Linked DNA regions of Drosophila melanogaster: region 2 is linked to region 1. A link is a contact called in public Hi-C data. All regions are on one chromosome and are shown on one strand. Each heading gives the region's core, a stretch centred on a gene start, on an enhancer-like site or on the middle of the called end of the contact. The rest is flanking DNA. Distances are from core to core; before and after follow the strand shown. Region 1 holds the start of Tlk (Tousled-like kinase). Region 2 holds the start of lncRNA:roX1 (long non-coding RNA on the X 1).

Region 1 (5,147 bases), core at 975-3,474:
CATCTTCCCCCAACAAACTCCACACCCCCCCCCCCCCCCAACGCCCATCACAGAAACACACACACACACAACCACATCTTTGCATTATCCCAACAATTTTACCCATTTTCCTCCCAATTTCTCTGTTTCTCTTATTCTCTCTTCACCCATCCGCCGATGCTAATTTATTTTCGCTTTTTTCCACATTTTCATACCTCCTCTTGCGCTTCAAAGCGGCACAAAGCCAAGAAAGAAGTGCAAAAAAGAAAACATTAAGGGGCAAAAACTTCGGAAAAGCATCTGCAACAACAACTGCATCTGCATGTGCATCTCGACGAAACAAGAAAAGTTCCAAAGTGCAATAACCGTTTGCCATTAACCCTTCGACGGCCCCAGGGGCCAGCCCATTGACAGCCAATCGCGGCGATCTATGCGACGTCATACACAGCGAGAATTTGGGGGGCGAATAAGGGGGCCAACTCAATAATGGCGAACCAAATTGAAAAGAAGCAAAATAGCCCAGGCATTACATAAAAAATAACATACTTTGTATTTGTTCATATAAATAAATAAATATAAATTCTACAATATCATTCGCACTTACCCGCACTCCAGTAATTCGAGACTCCAGAAGCTCGAGTTTCCGCGGATTTAGTGAAGTTTGAAATTGATCCATTACTTTGTGATTATAAGCGCCGATAGGAATTTGTTTTTTTTTTTGTTTTCGATTCAGATACAAAAGTTTTTCTGAAATTTTTCTTTTAGCTCGTGGTTGGTTTAGTTATTCAATATTTTAATATTGATCGATTGCAAATGTCGGCAACGAGTGCGACAAGATTTGTCAGAGCCATGGCAATAATAAAGTGACAAATTCATCTGAAAAAATTAATAAATAACAATTTAATATCACTAATTTGCCACATGCATATTTTTAGCACGCACTGTGTGGCTTATATAAAGGCCCCTATCTAAAGGCATTTCATCTTATCAACGTTTTTGTTTTGCTCATAGCAGCAAACAAGAAATTACCAAATATGTATTGTATTATCAATTGAGTTTCAGTGAAATAATTGTGTGTGCTATAATTGAATGCAAGCAGAGGTTTTGCCAAAACCTGGCCATGTTTAGGTATTTCATTAAAAACACGCTCATAAACTACACTTGTATAATTGAAAAACTTGGCATCCTTTTAAATGCAATACGCTTTTATTGGGAAATTTCTCAATATGATTTAAACAACATTTCAGCCCGCCTAAGGGTTAATGTTCCAAGATGAAATCCCAATAGGTTTTAGTTCGAATCTTTCCCTTTTCCGTCTTCTTCTTGGCGCTTTTGTTGTTGCCCTGCCTGCGCTTTAGAGATCGGCATCTCGAATCTCCAATTGGAGTGAGGTTTTTTGTTATTTTCCTTTTGCACTCGGCGAGAAAATGCAGGGCAAAGAGCGAGTCTGATAGCGGGAAGGAGCAAAATGAACGACCCAACAACTAGCCGTACTAATTGGCATACACACATGCCACGCCTCCAACTGCTCCTAAGTGCACACACACACACACACACACACATACACACATGTGCATAAGTTTTTTTGAATTGTTACCGGTGCCAATTTGTTTTTGCGAGTGTATTTATTTGAATTTACTTTTATTCGCGTGAATATGTGTGAGTGCGAGAGAATTAAATCGCCGGCTGAGATAAAATAAAAGTCACTACAACAATAACAACAATGCTATTCACTCGCCTCTCGCTCGCACACGCTTCGCTTTTCGTTTGCTTTGCTTTGCGTTGCCTTTTTTTTCCGTTGTTTCCCCCCCACCCCTCTCCGTTTTTGCACACAACGCTGCGAGGTTAAGTTTGCGATTTTAGGAATTGTACGATTTCTACGGCTTTTCCGACATCGACATCACATTTAGAGGAACGAGAGGTGTTTACCATGCCATTTGGTGTGGCGAGCATATATCTTCCGCTTCCGATCGGATCGGCGATTGTCTTAAACTTTCAGAGGCTGCAACTATAGCTTTTTGTTGTTCTTTTTTTTTTTTCTTTCGCTTTTGTTTCTTTGGGATTTGGGTTTGTGGCGTGGCACTGTCGGCACGACACTTAAGGGTTAAGGTTAAGGGCCAATCGCCATGATTCCCAAATGTGTTTACTTCGGTTTTCCACAGCCGATTTTTGTCTATTTTCACAGTAAAAAAAATATTCACAATATTCACACGAACGCACACACGCAGAAATGGCCTAAAAATATACTGTAAGTTGGTGTAAAAAAAATACCGAAACGAGTGTGCAAAGAAGCCATCTGGCGGAACGATGAGTGCGCTTAACATGCACAGTTGTGTCTGTTAAAGTAGCAGTTTAGCGGTCACTTGTTACTTAGCGTGTGCACCAACCATAGTTATCGGATACTTAAACCGCTCGCCAGCGAGTGCACAACTCGCTCGCTCGCCTATCGAGTACATCAACCAGCAAAGCGAGTACACCCACCAGCCTTAGCGATCACACCCACCTCAATATAAGACGGAACTTATTGGTATTTTTGTGTTATTCTTAGTGATGCTTGTGCTTGGTATAATTGATCGATGGCAGAGCGGTCACATTGGTGCACCTCTGTGGTATTTTTCCACTTTCACACTAGTTTCTTTCAAGCAAGCAAAACCAACGGAACTTTAATTGCGGTGTGCGGCGAACGAGAAGAGAAACCGAAAAGCAGCCAATTTACTGTTGCGTTCCGATCCTGTTAATTCATCAGTTGCCGATTCTCCGATCGCGCCTGTAACTTTTTTGTTTAGTTTAGTGCATCAAGTGCGAGATAACACAGCAAAGCAACAACAAACGAAGCGACAGGCCAAAGCGGACGCGCAAAATACAATAAAAAGGAAGGAAGAAAACGAAGTACGCAAAAAGGAGGAAAGAGAAGCAAAAGCATTTACAGCTAAAGCATTATAGAGTGATTACGCATATTTCGTATGTTGTTCTTCATGATGTCTGCCGTGTGGAAAGATTCTTTCTTTTTATCTGGGTGTATACACCGATGAAATCCCAGAAAGGAATATACACAGGGGTTTTTTGTTTCATAAACAAAATTTGTAAAAGCCGCCAAAAGGCGCCGCTGCCGGCGTTGCAGTCGACGTCGAAGAAAGTGGATGTGTGTGTGTGTGTGTGTATATGTGTGTGAGCAAAGCAAGAGGTGAAAAAAAAACTCAGCAGTGAAATCTTTCTGCTGCTATTTGCTTTGTTGAATATTTAAATGTAAACTAAATAAAAGGTATTGCGCTTGGCATTTTTGTGTGTGTGCTCCATTCAGCAAAATAAAGGAAAGGAGCGGACTGATGAGCACACGGAGAGCGAGAGATAGAGAGAGAGAGAGAAAGAAAAGGAGAAGGGCGGCGAGAGCCTTTTATCAACGGCTATCAGCAGAAATATTTGTTGCCGCACCCCGCTTGACCTTATTCTCTCTCGCTCTCGCTGCCGCTCTCTCCTGCTTTATCGCCCTCTCTTTTTGCGGGGTGTGCAAGGTGCAGTCGCCGCCCGCATTTTGCGCGTTGACTCATACACACAAACACACACACACAAGCAAGCACGCACACGCCCCCATCGCCCCTTTGCTTTTTAAACTTCTCTTTATCCCAATTCCGCTTTGGGATCTCGTTTACGCCGCTCTAAATAACATTTGCCGAATTTTCCCAAGTATTAGTAATAATTTAACATTATACAAATATTATTTAACCAACAGTTAAATACAGTTGAGTTTTTTTTTAAATGACAAGTTTATTAAGCACATTTCTTCATTAATCACATATTTCGAATTTCTAAGAACCTTCTTTGGCACTCGAAAATTGTCGTTTGAAATGCAAGAAAATTCGCAGAAACGGTGTCTGGTTTTAATCTCTGTTATTTTGTGAGATCGCTTTTGATGGCATTCGCTCTGTGGCGTTATTTTCTCACAGTGACCCGTTTTCCGCTACCATCTTTCCCTTTCCCCATTTCTCATTATCTCCACGAACGTGCCGATTTTCGGGTTCTGTTGCTAATCGGAGAACCATTTTGACATTAGCGTTAGATCATCATGATGGTGATCGTTAGTTAATCCGCTTCAACTTTATGCGCATCTGAATGTTCCATCTTTTTATCCAACACGCCTAAAGCAAATGAGGAAAACTGAAAAACGTGACACAGAAAAATGGTTTTACAGTTTCTAATTAGGCTCAAGTTCAAGATCAATTTGAGTGCCAGCTTGTTTTATATTGAATAATTTCATTTATCTATGACTCACTTAATCGTATGTGTTGACCCCTTTCCCCCTTTCACCAACATTTCCTAATTATTTGTTTGTTTGTTTGGTTGCCAAGGGGCGTTAAAAGCTCTCACCAATTGAACGAAATGCGAACGGGGGGAAGTGAATAGCTGAAGTATGTCAAAAAAAAATGCGTTCTCAGTTCCTTTAAAACTGAGTGCTTAAATAATCAATAACTGCTCTTTGTGTAGTTTGCCTTATTATTTACAAAATGCGAAACCAGTTTTGATTTCAGATCGGTCTGTAGAATATGAGCCATTCATATTCCAGAGAAATTTAATCGTTATCAAAAGTGTAAACAAAATCTTACATTATTTGCAAGATATAGCCGAGCAATTTGTTAGCTGTTTCACCTCTGACCTTTTCAAATATAATTCTCTGGCAGGCGAGAATAGATTAACAATAGAGTTGAAAACACTGACTCATAATCTTCACGATCTTTCGCAGTGACACAGTTTTTGGTATATATGTAGTTTTCTCATCTTTTGTTCGGCATCTCCGGCATGTTTGCTAACTTGGCCAGAAGGGAGAAGATAGCGCAAGTCGGCCAACTTAGCCTAATTTATAGCCATCAAGCTGTGATTTGCTCTAATTTCACTTCTAATGGAGTTTTGTCAAGGGAGACAAATCACGGAAATGGGTTCTATTTCTATGTTTCTTCTAGGCCAAGTCCATTATGGCCAACATTAAAGTTTGTTTTCTACGAATAATAATGTTGGCCTAATGCAAAAGTTATACACACTTGATGATAATTGTCCATAATGGCCAAATATGTCTGCCGAATGTCTTCAAAATACGTTTTATATACCTGATTATCAATGAATTGTGCATTAAATACGTGTAATGACTTTGTTATTTTCCAATTAAATGATTAATC
Region 2 (5,147 bases), core at 1,851-4,350, 140 kb before region 1:
ACAAGACGATATTATATCTATCGCTGGTGTATAGCCTAGGGGCTATGGTGGTATCCTTTGGTGCCGTTCCGCTATCGGGGATGCCAACTAAGTGAGTATATACGACATAGCATGGATGTCATTATAAATTAATTTATCGCCTTTTAGAGCTGTGACCGTTGTGGGACTCCTACTAATTGCGATCGGGACCGGTGGAATCAAGCCATGCGTTTCCGCCTTTGGTGGCGACCAGTTCTCGCTGCCCGCGCAAAGTTTTCAGCTGGCAAAGTTCTTCTCGTTGTTTTACTTTGCCATTAACGCAGGATCTTTGATTTCGACCACGTTCACCCCGATCTTGAGGGCAGACGTCCATTGTTTTGGCGATCAGGATTGCTTCTCGCTGGCCTTTGGCGTGCCCGCCATCTTGATGATCTTCTCGGTGATAATCTTCATGGCCGGCAAGCGGTTGTATAGGTGTCAGCCACCTGCTGGCAACATGATCTTCGGGGTGTCGCGTTGCATTGCGGATGCGTTCAAGGGATGGCAAAAGCGCAGGCACTCGGAGCCGATGGAGAGCTTTCTGGACTATGCCAAGCCGACGGTGGGGTCGCGAATGGTGCAGGAGACCAAGTGCCTGGGCAGAATCCTACGACTCTTTCTGCCCTTCCCCGTCTTCTGGGCCCTCTTTGACCAGCAGGGCTCGCGATGGACCTTCCAGGCCACACGAATGGACGGCAACGTGTTGGGTTTTCAGATAAAGCCCGATCAGATGCAGGTAGTCAATCCCCTGCTCATCCTCGGGTTTCTGCCACTATTCGACTATATCATTTACCCTGCTCTGGCACGTTGTGGAATAAGGCGACCACTGCAGAAGCTCACCTTAGGCCTTCTTCTGGCAGCCTTAGGATTTTTCCTCTCAGCGGGTCTTGAGATGAAAATGGAGCAGGCTGCCTACAGAGCCACACCCATAGAGCCCGATATGACCCACCTGCGAATATACAATGGCATGCCCTGTCGCTATGAGATCTCGAGTGCAGTGGTCCAAACTCCTCGCGTTATCGAACCTCTGAATGTGTGGGAGGATCTTTCACTCCAGATGACCGAGTCCAAGGAATACACTTTTAATGCTCAGCCCGTATCCGGAGAGTGCCCTTCCATCATCGACAAGTTGCGTTTGCAACCAGGAAAGTCAGTGAGTTACTTCCTAGCCCAGGACAAGCTCGTCGAGTTCGCCGATGGATTACAAATGGCCGCCACTGACACTGGTCGCACTTCAGTGAGAGCTCTGCTAAACACGCCAGACGGCGAGGGACCTGTTCTTCTATCAACTGAGTCAGCCACATCCCAGGAGCCACCGCTTACCCTGGACAAAGGCAATGTGCCGCAGCTCCACAGGATCACGCCTGGCTTCGCTCGGGTAGACATCAACGGCAAAAAAGTGGCCAGCTTCGAGGCCAAAGAAGGTAGACTCTACAGCATTCTGGTGACGGGAAGTGCCCGCGATGGGTACCAACACAATGTGATCGAGGTGGTAGCCCTCAGTACCGTATCGATTCTGTGGCAGCTGCCCCAAATTGTCGTGATGACCGCAGCCGAGGTGATGTTCTCCGTGACAGGCTTGGAGTTCTCCTACTCACAGTCGCCGCCTAGTATGAAGAGTGTCCTGCAGGCCTGTTGGCTGCTCTCGGTGGCCATTGGCAATATGCTAGTCGTGGTGATTGCCGAATTCAAGTTCACCAGCTCGCAATCCGGAGAGTTCACCCTGTTCGCCAGCCTTATGCTAGTGGATATGATGATCTTCTTGTGGCTAGCCCGCAGCTACCAGTACAAGGATCAGCGGGAGGACTTCGAGGACGACGATGATGCGACAATCGATAGTGTTATGCAGTCGAAGCCCAAAGCCACTACAGTTGATACTACCGCAAGGAAAACAAACGGCATTGAGGCGGAACCAGGATACGGGGCCTACCGCAATCACGCCTACGACAACGATTTCTCGGAGGCCTAGATGTCCGATTTTCGTACTTAAAGTCCATACCCATATCGACAGCGTCGCCCGCATTCGCATTTAGTCGTAGCTAGCCCTTTTATTTATTTTATTTGTTCGCATTTATTTATATATGTAGTTGGCTGTAAATACGTTCGTTTGTACGAGTATTCTGTAGATGCATTTTTTACCCAATTGTTTTGTAAATACATTTTATACGTTTTATTACAAATGTTTGGCATTTATATACTTATTAATTATTATAATTGGCACTGCGGTTTACTTTTTAAAATATGTTTACAATACAATAATATTAGCTAACTGGCTATCAACAATTTAAAACTTCAGTTAGGGTTTGAAACTGAACTGTGTCCCAAACATTGCTGTTAATGTTAGCTGTTATGTGCAATGCATGTATAACAGAAATGCAGTTGTGCGGCGTTACCGGCTCGTTGGAAAAAGTTACTGTGGGATTTCTGTTCGCTGTGAACTGTATCTTGTAGAACAATTACGTTCGGAGTGGAAAATGGAAATTAAGTGAAATATCCAGTGATCGATCGGTAATAGTAAATTGTTTGATACGTTTAGGCCAGTTGGTAAGGCAAATTAACAGCAGTTGTAAGTAAATTTAATCAGAGACCAGGGCACCACACCCGAAAAGCGTGCAGATATTAGAAGACATGGGCGTAGTTTCATATACGAGCTGTCCCCTTCGGCTTTTTCGACAAGTGGCAGCCCTAATGGCCCTCGTTTTTTCGCCGACAAGCATTTAATGCGTAGTCACCGAAGAAAAGTGTTAGTTACCAGGGCCTGCCCTTTTAAAATTAAATTTAAATTGAAAAAAAAAATCACCAAAAAATCGAAATCTCTGGCAAGATGTAGCGTCGAAAGAAAATTCATCAAACGGCATTGCCATCATCGTGCAGCAATCCCAAAGAAGCCATTTAGAATGCAGGCATCCAGGCAAAAACCAGAAAACGTGCCTGTGGCAGCTGCACTTCGTGGCCTTGACGAGTCCGGACAATAGAAAAACCCTGGGAACCTAACCCAAATGGCTTATAGGGGTTGGACTGGACTCAGGTAGGCGAAGTCCCCGAAAACCGAGGCTACATTCTTGCCACCGCTGCTAAATCGATCATCAGTCTTTGGCGGCATGGCTAAGTGGAAACTTCTCGTAAGAAACTCTTCCCGGAGGAGTGTGGAATTTTTGTTATATTTTTTTTAAAGTGCATTTTTTTTTAAAGGTGAAATTAGCTAGAGTGTGTACTGCTACTGATAGGGTGACCTAACGCAACAGCAACGAGATGTGCTCCATCGGGCAGTGATAACTTCTTGGCAACCCCAACCTTAAAAATTCGACTTCAATTCAATACATGTGACCAGATAAACACAGCTTCAAGCGCATTACTCGCTCCATAGATTCATTAAACCTTAATGAACACAAGAAACACTCAAAAAGTAAGAGATTCTTCGCCTGAGCTGCAATTCTTAAGGGTGGCGTCTTCGAGGCATCGAAGACGCGGCTATCCGAAGTAGCGAAAGTGGTGCGAGTGGTGCAACTTGTGACACTGCCAGCGGAGTGGATGAGCCCCATATAAACTGAACCTTGCAGACCTACAAAGACCCTATGGCCCATAAAGCCGGACAGGGTTTTCCTGTCCGAAAAGTAATGTAACGAAAACGCTTGAGATGGAAAATTCTGGCCGGAACGAAAGAGACAAATGAACCCAAAGCGTCCGCTTGTCGCCACTTGCGTTTCGAGAAGACGCGTACGCATACCTCTATCGGATGCATGTGGCGGTACGCGGATGCGAGCGAGACAATGATACTGTAGACAAGGAGAGACGGCTCCCTCTCTCCATCACTCTCTATCGGGCTGGCCAGGCGTTTGCATCGCAAGCGGGTGAGTGAGACGGCCATAGGGCGGACTGCAAGTCCCGAAAGAGAGCGGTAAAGCCATATAACCCCTATAAGCAATAAACGACGCATCGAAAGTTGCGTATAACGGCATGGGCATCCCTCGGAAAGGAAAAAGTTCAGACCGCACTCACGAATACCGCTCCGCTCTGGAAAGACCGGCCAAATCTGTAAGAAATGCTCGGCCAGGAGCGTAGAATCGCCATAATGCAGTAAACGACTGCAAAAGCAGCTATAACTCAAACAGAAGTTGACAAAAGCAAGAGCTATGCGCTCTATTAAAGTCACAATAAGTGTCATCGTAACGTTCACCACTTTTCACATTTCATCAAAGTCCATTTCTGGTCCGTGCAAAGCAGTAATGTAGAGATTCTTTTTCATTTGAAATTGTTAGTTATCACTGCCCTAGGAACTCATCAATTTTTGTGATAGTAGTGACTGAAGTATTTGTTTTGAGGGAATTAGAAGCCAGAAGATTTAGGAGCCATGCCGCCGCTTAAGTAAGATCTAAAAGCCAAGAAGCTACACCCAGAAGAAACTGCCACTGCATAGATTTTTGAAATGAGCAAAGAAATCTAAACTGAAATGGTTATCCACCAACTGAAGGCCATCGAATCTATTAAGTTTTATCCACGTTAGCACTGTTCAAAATCTCAAGCTAGGCTACTAAACGAACTATTCATCACAAAAGCCTCACACAAAATATTCATTCATGAATCAGTCTAGCCTATTTTTTCTTCTGCTTTACCATTTGAACAAGTACTCAGAAATCGCTCGAAAAGGGACATTTTGATTTTGCTTTGATTTTGTGCCTTAGTTTTTCAACTAACCAAAATATTGCTTACAGAAATTAATCAGTTTATTAACTGAAAAAGCCCTTAAATTAACTGCCAGGAGGTGAGTTTTTGTCTTCGATTCTTGGAAAACGTTGAGTAGGGGCCCAACTAAAGGAAATAGGCCAGACAAAGCCTGTAAAAAAAACCTATAAAAATAAAAAGTTCTAAAAGAGGCCACTGTGAAACTGTTATACAAGCTGGCCTAAAGTTATGCGTAGAAGAAAACGTATAAAAGTGAATAAATGTTTGCAAACGGATGTTTAAAACATGCGTTTTCTAAACGAAAGATGAAAAATAATATCAAAAAGCGAATTAAGTGCTGTTCAATCGTTTGACCAGCAGTTGATTTGCGAATGGCTGAAAATATTCGCTTAAACTTATGGCAAAGCTTGTTAAAATAAAAAATAAAAAATTTTAAAAGAAATAAA

Evidence for each region. Hi-C and Micro-C count contacts between places; a contact is called where the count stands out from the background.
Region 2: a contact with region 1 is called in a Hi-C map of the Kc167 cell line, with 1.8 times the contacts expected there. The contact joins the promoter of lncRNA:roX1 here to the promoter of Tlk in region 1. A contact is called at or near these places in 5 of 107 Hi-C or Micro-C datasets (the Kc167 cell line, the ML-DmBG3-c2 cell line and the S2 cell line).

What each region holds. Positions count from the first base shown.
Region 1 is chrX:3,717,084-3,722,230 of dm6, reverse strand. Tlk (Tousled-like kinase) reads right to left here and starts at 2,224. Exons shown (of 9, transcript NM_001144680.3): 1 at 2,127-2,224; 2 at 584-855. The coding sequence starts at 655. Rala (Ras-like protein A) reads left to right here and starts at 2,596. Exons shown (of 6, transcript NM_080324.4): 1 at 2,596-2,868.
Region 2 is chrX:3,860,014-3,865,160 of dm6, reverse strand. lncRNA:roX1 (long non-coding RNA on the X 1) reads left to right here and starts at 3,100. Exons shown (of 1, transcript NR_123784.1): 1 at 3,100-5,147. It overlaps yin (yin,), which reads left to right. Exons shown (of 6, transcript NM_001297915.1): 5 at 1-91; 6 at 148-2,195. The coding sequence ends at 1,987.